Regions from separate parts of the Mus musculus genome. Here region 2 is linked to region 1. The links are chromatin contacts, called in public promoter capture Hi-C maps. All regions are on one chromosome and are shown on one strand. The core of a region is the stretch at or near the end of the contact, and the rest is flanking DNA. Distances in the headings are between cores, read along the strand shown. Region 1 holds the start of Lig4 (ligase IV, DNA, ATP-dependent). Region 2 holds the start of Tubgcp3 (tubulin, gamma complex associated protein 3).

Region 1 (5,156 bases), core at 1,186-3,685:
TCACCAGTTCCATCCTGTAGCCTGGGCCGACTCATGTGGCACTATTTACTAAGGGGGTGATGAGCCTGCTTATATAGGCTGGGAGTTCCGTGATGGCAGTGACCTTATGTTACTCCATCGGACGCTTTCAACGCGTAGCAAGGCCGAAGGTACAGAGCAAGTCCAACTCAATCCCAGCTCAACTGAGTCAAGTCTTTGGTAGCACAGCTGTGACATAACTCTGCACTGCCAATCATTAATTCTCAGTGAGATAAAACAGTGCTTTAGAGAAGAACATGTCTAAGCACACACACACATAAGGACTAATTCATGCCAAAAGACAGAGCAGATCGACAAAAAACAAAACAAAACCCAACGTTCAAACTTAAAGCCAGTGTGTCACTTGGTTCCTGCTGCCTGGTAGACAAGTGCACAACTAAAGGTTTACTTTAGGTTGCCAGCTCAGCCAAGCACACTCCCTGATGCATTCTCGCTTCACACCAATGGCTAAAAAAAAAAAGAGGCCCAGTGACTTCAAGTGTGCGACAACTCTCTGGATTTTATGGCCCCGTCGCCCGCAGCTGCGAGGTTAGCAGGTCTGCACCTGTTACAGACAAACGCGCCCAGTCCCTCCGACCCAAGCCCGGGGTTTGCTGGCCGACTGTTCTGGGAGTAGATACGGGCTCCCGAATCCGAGCTGCGGGGTGAGGAGGTCGGGGAGGCCGCCCGCGTCCCCGCCGCACTTACTCAGGCTCGCGGGCGGGCTGCGCAGTCGGCCGCGGGCTCGGAACCCGGCTCCGCGCTGCAGCGAGGCCCCGCGCCGCCCCCGCCGCTCCTCATCGTCTTCCTCCCGCCGAGGGGCCGCCGTCGCCACTGTCTAGCCCGGAGCTCCTGCGGCGCGGCGGGCCCAGCTGGCGCAGCCTCCACTTCCGGCTCGCGCGCGGTGTCCCTGGCAAATAACCCCGCCGGCCCCCACATAACCTGTTCTCCAGCTTCCTCCCGGGAGCGCGAAGCCAACCTGTGCACCCCTATGCGCATGCGCAGGACACTGGGCTCCGCCTTCATGCTACGGTAGCCCGTAGGGGCAAGATACATCTCGGCGTTTCCAGTCAACTGCTGCCTGAACACATTTCGGAGAACAAGGAGTTTCTCTTCTCTCCTCTTCTCCCCTCCTCTCCCAAATGTGCCTGCTCTTGGCTATGCTCTTTCACTTATCTGCACTAAACTTTCTCTTCCACCATGCCTAACTTTCAGGTAGTTATGCCCTTCCTTTTTACTTTTTTTTCCCCCCACTCTGAGGATAAAACAAATTTGGTTCTCCATTAACCATGCAGCTAAAAAGCACATTAGAGCAAGAGCTTTGAATTAACTAATAGCTTTTCTCGGCTCATAATTTGTGGTTCTTTCGTATCAGTAAAGCAGAGCCCGACCTGTGCCTGACGTCGGAGCGCAGGAGCAGTTGAATAAGACACGGATGTGTAAGAGTTGTACAAGCTGTACGAGCACCGCTGATGCTCCTGTACAGTAACGTGTGGCTTTGCAACACCACAGGGAAACTATCGTGAGACTAAGGGAAACTACAGAGAAAATAACTGGCCACACGGAGCCGTAGGATCTGGCCCCACTTTAAACTAGCCCTGGACTGTCGGCCTTGTGAAATGCAGCGTAAACACATTAGACAACCCCTGAAAGCAATTGACACTCTAGTGTCTCACCAGGACTGCAAAGTTTCACCTTCAAAGAAAGTGTTCCCCACACTTTGCCTATAATTTCTGAACTCTTATTGGTGGAGTAGGGCAGGTCATAGCCACCAATGCCAGTGGAAAGTAAGAGTTTCTGAGACGTGGAGCGTACGTTTATACTTCTATTTTGAGTATCTAGTATAGTTATTGAGTGACAGTAAGGTGTTCAATAACACTATCAGCTAGCTTTATTCCAAATCACCGAGCACCATTGAAAAGCCTTTAGTCCATGTAAGTATGTTTCTGCGCCATGAATTATTTATTACTATGTAATACATAATTATTTTTATTATTATGTATTATTTCTGCACAGTGAAAAGGCTACCAAGAACACAGAACCTGAATTAATTTTGCAAAAGTCTTTTTCTGGAGCCCTAGACTTTTTAGGTGGGAGGATTCTCTTCTGTCCTGGAAGTCTTCAGAAGCCAGTCCTGTCAGGGCAGCAACCCAGGCTCCAAGTTCCTCAAATTCGGCTCAACGATGACATCCAGCGGCGAGGGACCGAACATCCTTTGCTACAGGCAGAGACAGTGGAGGCGCGCTGCGCAGGCGCTCTGAGCCGCCGCGCCGGCCCGCCCCTGCCTCGCCTGTGCCTTTAAAAGCCGGCAGGCTCGCCTGTTCCCACTGCGCCTGCGCGGCAAGCAGCTGGCGGAAACGCCCGGCCGGCTTCTTGTGGCGGCAGCTTCCGGTCGGAGTGGGGCGGGGCAACCTCTGCTAAGCAAGTGGTGTGGCGGGTTGGAGGAGGCAGGGAGGTTCTTGGTCCTAGGGAGGCTGCGTCCTTCCCGTGCTTTGTCCCAGCGTCACCACCCGCCTTCCACGGTGCAGCCGGCTCGCTGGGGACTGATTTCAGGTGGCAGCCACCGGGTGAAGAAATCGTGTCCTGATGCTTAGTTGTATCCGCACGCTGCCCTGCCCCCTGCCACCTAGCTACCTGGGACCTGCGCGCTCCCCCAGCTCCTTCATTCGGCAGGGTTGGGGTTCACGGGCTGCTTAGGTAAGCAAAGCACTAATGCAACAGGTATGGAGGCACCTTCCAAAGCCTGTGGTCATCGACTTTACCACGAGTTAAAATGTTTGAGTGCATTTGAACTTCAGCACCTGAAGCCTGCCAACGAACTTAATTGTTTTATTGGGGATGGAAAGCATAATATCAAACCTCCGAGTGATAAAACAGCAGAAATTCAAATAGTTAACTCCTGTAGTTGGTGTTGAACAAAATGTGTGTGTTTGATAGCAATTTGAATTCTTGGTTTTCTGTGTTGATAGTTGTTTTAAGATGCTCGTGTATTCACACCATTGCCTACAATACACTATTATTATAAACGCAACTTGAATCGTTTGCTCCAGCTCGTTGAGAAAAAGTTCGAGACTATATGTATTCTCCAGATATACCTATAGAAGTGCACTTGTATTGGGACATTCAGAAAGTATTTAATACACGTCATCTTACATGCGTTGTACAGAAATTATAACTGTAGTATTATGCACCACCATGTACCCACTTGAAGGACCCAGGTGGCTGGTGCAGTCAGTTATGCAAACCAGCTTCAACAAGGGAAGCAGTTAACCAAAATTGTAGTTACAGATGTCAGAAGATACAGTCCCAGGTGGCTTATCTTGATCTGACCTGCTGATTTAGTTGTGTTTCCTCTGTGAAAAATACGACTTAGAAGTGATGTTTGTTTTGTCCTCTATAAGCTACTAATGCTGTGAATAGTTTCCAGAGCAGGCTGAACTATGTTTGATGTCTATTTAACCAGCCCAGCCCTGATCCCCTCCTCCTTTTTCCATAAAGCATTTAATAATTAGTTCCACAAACAAATTTGAGCTATATGATATTCATCACTGGGAGCACAAATTGCCACTTGATGTGAGACTTTTCTTTGTGGAGTAGGGAAGTAGAGTATGAGGAATTTCATAATCTCCACTGCCTGGCCAGATACTGTTGTCTGAAGTCACATAATAAAGCATTAGTTGTTTTTCCTGGAACATGCATTTTACTTGAAATTATTTTTAGAATACTTGTTTGACTATTATATAGTTTAAGTTGCATTAAAGTAACTGACATGCATTCCTGTAGAACATGTAGGGATATTTAAAACTTTGCAAAACTTCACACTTGTGTTAATATATGTTAGGGAACATTCTAAATCCTGTTCATTCATTTCCTTGATTTCCAAAACCTTTGGCGAAAAGGCAGTGATTACTAGGGTTGGGATTTTGATATTTGGTAAAGCACTGTGTTAGCATAGTTTGATCTCTTTGTGCCTTTTGTTCTTTACAGTGTATATGCTGTCGTCATAAAGCAGAAGCAACCCTATCATACTGCCTGGCTCATGTGTAGTCACTGAATATTTGGGAAATAGCAGGCAGAAAAATATGAACAAAAATTATAAATTAGGGCAGTGGTGGCACGTGCCTTTAATCCCAGCACTTGGGAGGCAGAGGCAGGCAGATTTCTGAGTTCGAGGCCAGCCTGGTCTACAGAGTGAGTTCCAGGACAGCCAGGGCTACACAGAGAAACCCTGTCTTGAAAAACCAAAAATAAATTAATTAATTAATATTTGTATATATATGGTAAAAATAGGTAAAAATGATGCTGTTTTGGGGTCTGATTTCCAGTTGAGGTTTGAATGGCAGAGGGGTTTGCCCCAGCTGTCAATGAAGGGATGAGGTAAATGGAGACATAAGCCTTTTGGCTGGAAGAGAAGGATAGCTGTTGTTTGTCTTTGTCAACTGTGGTTCAGATTTCAGAATGCCCAAGAAATAGGACTCCAGTTCAGTGAGCAAGTGATTTCTTAGAATCGTTGATGGCAATTAGTTTGTCTTAGGTGCTGTATAATTACCCAAGAAACAAGAAACATAAACAGACTTTACTTTTAAACCTTAGAAATAAAATTTGCCACAACTGATTTGACTTCCATTACTAAAAATAATACTTTTGTATTCGGTGCTAAATAGTCAGTAGCTAGAATACCATTGAATGTTAACATTTAAGATAAGTTGATAGGCATAGGAAATGAAGCTGAGACTTGAGAGGAAGTGTTGGTCAGGACCAGAAGGAAAGCAGCTACCTGTGTATCCACTTATTGCATTGACCTGTTATTAAGTAAACTTAAGAGTTATTATGATCTAAGTCACCTCTATAAGCACTTTGTTTTAAATGTTTATAAATTGCCACTGCCACTTAAAGTTACTTTTCCTTTTGCTTTATCAGTTCAAACCGGAGGATTTGTTGTCGCTTCTATGGCTTCCTCACAAACTTCACAAACTGTTGCAGCTCATGTCCCCTTTGCAGACTTATGTTCCACACTAGAACGGATACAGAAAGGTAAAGACCGTGCAGAAAAAATCAGGCACTTCAAGGAGTTTTTGGATTCGTGGAGAAAATTTCATGATGCCCTTCATAAGAACAGAAAGGACGTTACAGACTCT
Region 2 (5,007 bases), core at 1,131-3,630, 2.7 Mb before region 1:
TATTTCTTTCATGTATTTTATCAGAGCAGTGGAAAGCTGACTAATTTAAGGGTTCACAACATCCAGAGATGCTCCCACAGTGAGGCTGAACCCAGCCATGCCAACCAACAAGAGGGTGCCGATAGCACAGAGTATTCTGGGAAAGTCCTCCTGACTGTGGACGGAAACATTTGTAGTCTCCCAACAAGTCTTTCTTCTCTGGAATAGCTTTGAACCACATGTCCCTTATTCAGTCTGCTTACTGTGGGCCAAATCTGACTGCTGGGAAACACTGACCCACTCAACTGACTGGGTTTTGAGATGGGCTGAAACAGCCAGCCAAGAGGGCTGCTAGTGCTTTCTATATATTCACAACACATATATAAAGATCTAATCACTTATTTTATGTGTGTTTTGCCTGCATGTATGTAAGTGCACCGTGTGTGTGCCTGGGGCCTGAGGTAGTTAGAAGGCAACAGATAAAACTAGAGTTACAGCCAGGTGTGGTGGCACATGCCTTTAATCCCAGCACTCGGGAGGCAGAGGCAGGCAGATTTCTGAGTTCGAGGCCAGCCTGGTCTACAGAGTGAGTTCCAGGACAGCCAGGGCTATACAGAGAAACCCTGTCTCAAAAAACCCAAAAAACAAAACAACAACAAAAAAACCTAGAGTTACAAGATGGTAAGATGGTGGTGAGCCACCATGTGGGTACAGGGACCTGAACCCAGGTCCTCTGGAAGAGCAGCTAGTGCTCTTAACCACTAACCCATCTTCCTAACCCATTTATGTATGTATGTATGTATGTATGTATGCACATACGTATGTGTGAGTGTGATTATTTTTGAGGCAGGGTTTCTCTGTTTTATAGCTCTGGCTGTCTATGAACTCAATATATAGATCAGACTTTCCTTGGAGACCACTTGCCTCTTCCAAGTGCTAGGATTAAAGGCATTGTGTCATCAAGCCTGTTTTTTTTTTTTTTTTTTTTTTTTTTTTTTTTTTAGCATTTTTTGGTCACTGGCTTAGTTGATTTACAATGTCCTAACTTGACTGACTTCATTTTGTATGGTGGAGGTGAGTGGACCAACTGAGGTAGTTGCTTTTCTCCTGCTCTGTGGGTTCTGGGGAACTCGAGTCACCTGACTTGGTGACATCAGCTCCTGTTGTCAAGACTGTGCTGGAGCAGCTACTTTCTAAGTGTTTTCATCTATCTGCTGACATTTCACTTCAAGTAGCCACACAGAAAAGCAAACCGCTCTGGCTTTTCCTGGCTCATTGGCCACCCTCAAATAACTGTCAATACATCTGCAATTAAATGTGTGAGTGCTCAGTCCAGAAAGCCACCTTAAGACTTCTTGCTGGGATCACTCCTATTACCAAAGGGCAGTGCTAGGACCACTCAACAAAACAGAGGCTACAGGGACTGAGGACTGAGCTCTGACTACATGGATGATGGAAACAGAAAAGTGGATCACCTGAAGGTTAGCTACTGGCCCCGGGGTGGAAGAAACACCAGGAATGACTGATAGTTATTCACTATGGCCTTATTCTAGACCTTCTGATGGAGCATCATCTGTGTGGGTGGTACAAAATAGGCTGGAGCTAAGAATGGGCTGAGAGCTGAGTGTTGAGAGTCTCGGCTTGTTAGAGTCGTAGTCAAATTCCAGGCTGAAGCCGAGAGTCTCCTCTTGCAGTTTCTATCGTTGGCTTCAACTGGCTGAGCTCCAGCAGGTACCATTTGTACAGGGAGTGAGTGTGTCCGCATTCTGTACATCACAGAGCGGGCAGGGAAGGGTGGCTAAGAGATCTGCGAGCAAAAGACGAATAAAGGTATGCTCTCCATTAAGCCACCTCTGAGTGCCACTGCTATCATAGTCCTGAGTCAGCGACTAAGAAGGGAGCTTTCTGCGGACCACCGAGCATCCGGGCAGGAGCGGCGGAGCTGGGCTCCCAGTGACGAGGACTCTCCTCCTCCTGCGTCCCAGACAGCACAGAATTTCTCGTGTCTGCGTCTGATTTTTCCTTTGCGGCAGCGCTCAAGCCTCTCCATCTCAGTATCCCCGTTTCCAGGACTACCTCCTGGTGACGTCAAGGGGCAGAGGTTCCAGACCTCTGAGAACTCACTTACGAGAGCCCTGCGTAGTAGTCCGGCGCCCCTGTCCCTGTGTGGCTCAAGCGCACTCGGACTCCGCATCCAGTGCTGTTCACAAGCAGCGCCCAGACCGCAAGCTGCGGACGCGTACGGGCATCCTAGGAACGCGTTGCTGCGAGCGTCGCCCAGCAACGACTTTTCCAGCGCGGAGAAGCTGCCAAGTGCAGAAGCCGGGAGAGCGCACGCGCGTCTCGCGCGGGAAGCGGTGCATTATGGGAGGCGCGCGCTTTTGCCGCTTCCGCGAATATGGCGGCGCCGTAGTTAGGGCGCGGGATCCTGGGGCGCGGGGAGGCTGCAGTGCGCAGTCCGGGCGCGGTAATGGCGACTCCGGATCAGAAGTCGCCCAACGTTCTGCTGCAGAACCTGTGCTGCCGGATCCTGGGCCGGAGCGAAGGTACGCGTCCCGGGGTTCAGGGCTGTGGAGACTGAGCGCCATGACCCCCGCCGGCCGGGTGCTGTTCTCCCCGGCCCCCGGGAAGGAAAGGGGTGCGGCTCGCGGACTGTCCCTGCCCTGGGGGCCCAGGCCGGAGCTGCTGTAGCGGCCGAGTTTGTTTTTGGGTTCGTCCAGACAGCACGGCAGCCTGCAGCTCTGCTTCTGCGTGCTTCTCACTCTGCTGTCACCTTTGCCTCTGGTGATGATGAGTCCTGGTTAGATGATGCTCGCTTATTCCTGGACGGTTCAGCTAGCGAATAATGCTTCTAAGAAGCCAGACCCCCAAGGCAGTCCTGCCCACTTTACCCGTACTGTCGCCGCCGTAGTTGGGGGTGGGGAAAATGTCAAGGATCTGGTTTCATGAAGCTCATTTTGGAGATGAGTGGGGACGCGTCTTGAGGGAAGGTTTTAGTAATTGACATGACTGGGTTGCCTTAGAATGTTGAGACAAATCGCGCAGGTTTTCAAGGGAAGACTTTAAACAAGAACCGAGTTTTAAAAACTGAGAGAGCCTTTTGATCTTTCATAATTTGTAACAACCTATGTAACAACTTGTCAGCGTAGAGGATGAATTACTGTGTCACTACTAAACCGTTGACTTAACTCCCTTCTTGCTTTATTCCTTGTAGTGTTTCACTGTGCAGTTTGTTCATGTAAGAAATCTTTGAGGCTTCCTCGACCCTATTATGCCATGAGAGATGCTCCTGTCTAATGGAGGGAATGTGACTAGCACGTTGGTGAATACACAGTGTTTGTGGGTGATAAAGGGCTAGGGAGAAGGCGGATAGGAGGAGCTTAGAGTTCCAGTATCTGGGGAGAGTGTGAGTGCAGAGGATAGTTTACTTTTCTGAAGGGAGTGATCCAGTCATAGGCAAAATTAGATAACTAAGGCTTAACACGCCATACCATCATTTTTCTTTTATTGCATTGGGTCCAAAATTTTTACCTTCCAGAAAGAACCTCGTAGTTATAGCTAGATTTTGAAGTTATTCATTATGAACTTCTAAATTTGAATTTTACATTAAGATCCCTTTTGATAGAAGTTTCACAGCCTTCAGGTGATTGAAATGCTACTTTAAAGCAGAATCCTGTATCCTCCCATTTTCCCACCCCCATTTGTGATTATGTCTTGTGAATCGCTGGACTTTCAGAGAGATCCAGGGTAAAGCTCATTAAAGATGATGCTGTCTTCTCTGTGGATGGAGTTGAGGGATGCAGAGTCAGCTGGGTTCTCTGCCCTCACACACTTTGTTGATATTTTGTTGTGCTCTGACAGGTGTGTAGCCATAGCTAATTGTTGTCATCTCTTTTTCCTGATTCTGTTGAGCATGACTTCTTGTTTGGCCATTCAGATCTCTTCCTAAGGTTGTATTTTATTTTGTTTTCTTTGTAACATATGTTCTTGCTGGGTTGCTTACCCTTATAACTTTGAGTGTTCTTTATTTATCTGGGTACAGTGTTCTTTATCTGCTTTCTCCACAAGGTGGAAGGCAAGGATGGATTCCTGAAAGCAGTGCTGCCTTACTCCCCAAATGCTCCCCTGGAAGAAAGAGGAAACAAAACAAAACAAAACAAAACAAAAAACACTTAACATTATCATGATTTGGCTGTCATGTGAAGAACTGTTATCAAATCCAAAGTCATAAAATTTCTTTCATCTTTTTGCCCTAGAGAGGTTCTGTTCTATTGTTATGTGTGATATGAGTTAGTTTTTTGTTAAATGGTACAAGTTGAGACTATTTTTGAGCCTACCAAAGGAACCATCTTCCCTTAACTATACTTGTCTTATTCTTGTCTTGTAGACTGAAAGTGTTGAAGTGGAACCTTTAAGAGTGTTGATAGCATGGGCTGTTGTTCCGGACCAGTAAGAACCAGGGTTTGTGTAGGAGAGGGCCTGGTGTCAGTACATATTTTAAAAGCACCTAAAGTTCAGAATGGTTTAGATTTACAAGAAAATTGTACACACATGGTTCTCTTTTGCCCAACACCATCTCTTCTGGTCTTAGTGTCTGGCTTACTGAGGTGCAGTGTCACAGTCCGTAATAATACATTGATATTGTTGATGCAGAAACACAGTTGTTGCCTCAAAGGAAGTTAAGAGGTGATTTATTTTGGAACTAAGCATAAGTGACTATGGTCTAGTAACACAGTTTCAGGTTACCCCTAATGCCTTGTTTCAACGTGATTAACAGTTATATGAAGCTTAGTAACAGAATGGCATAAAGTCATAAGTCAAGGTACTTTTCAAATACATTGGCATGAACATCAGGTACGTGGGTTAAAGCAAAATGGGAATCTCTGTTACTGGTCTCAGGTACTATTTGATGACAGTCTCATGTTAGGGTTGGTGGAGGCTGGGTTCTCTACATGCCAACACACAGAGGCAGGCAGTGAATGGGGCCTTTAAGAGGGCTTAGGATAGGTGGCCAAGACAACTTATTAG

The links. Promoter capture Hi-C pulls out the DNA fragments that hold promoters and counts their contacts.
Region 2: a promoter capture Hi-C map of pre-B cells shows a contact between it and region 1, with 3 times the contacts expected there. The contact joins the promoter of Tubgcp3 here to the promoter of Lig4 in region 1. A contact is called at or near these places in 6 of 39 promoter capture datasets (the C10 cell line, erythroid cells, hematopoietic stem and progenitor cells and 3 more), 1 of 484 Hi-C or Micro-C datasets (CD4 T cells) and 2 of 9 other capture datasets (adipose tissue and liver).

The regions. Positions count from the first base shown.
Region 1 is chr8:9,973,590-9,978,745 of GRCm38.p6, reverse strand. Lig4 (ligase IV, DNA, ATP-dependent) reads left to right here and starts at 2,435. Exons shown (of 2, transcript NM_176953.4): 1 at 2,435-2,715; 2 at 4,939-5,156. The coding sequence starts at 4,968. Abhd13 (abhydrolase domain containing 13) reads right to left here and starts at 1,029. Exons shown (of 2, transcript NM_001081119.1): 1 at 727-1,029.
Region 2 is chr8:12,669,473-12,674,479 of GRCm38.p6, reverse strand. Tubgcp3 (tubulin, gamma complex associated protein 3) reads left to right here and starts at 2,380. Exons shown (of 22, transcript NM_198031.1): 1 at 2,380-2,525. The coding sequence starts at 2,450. It overlaps 4931415C17Rik (RIKEN cDNA 4931415C17 gene), which reads right to left and starts at 2,053. Exons shown (of 2, transcript NR_166502.1): 1 at 1,455-2,053.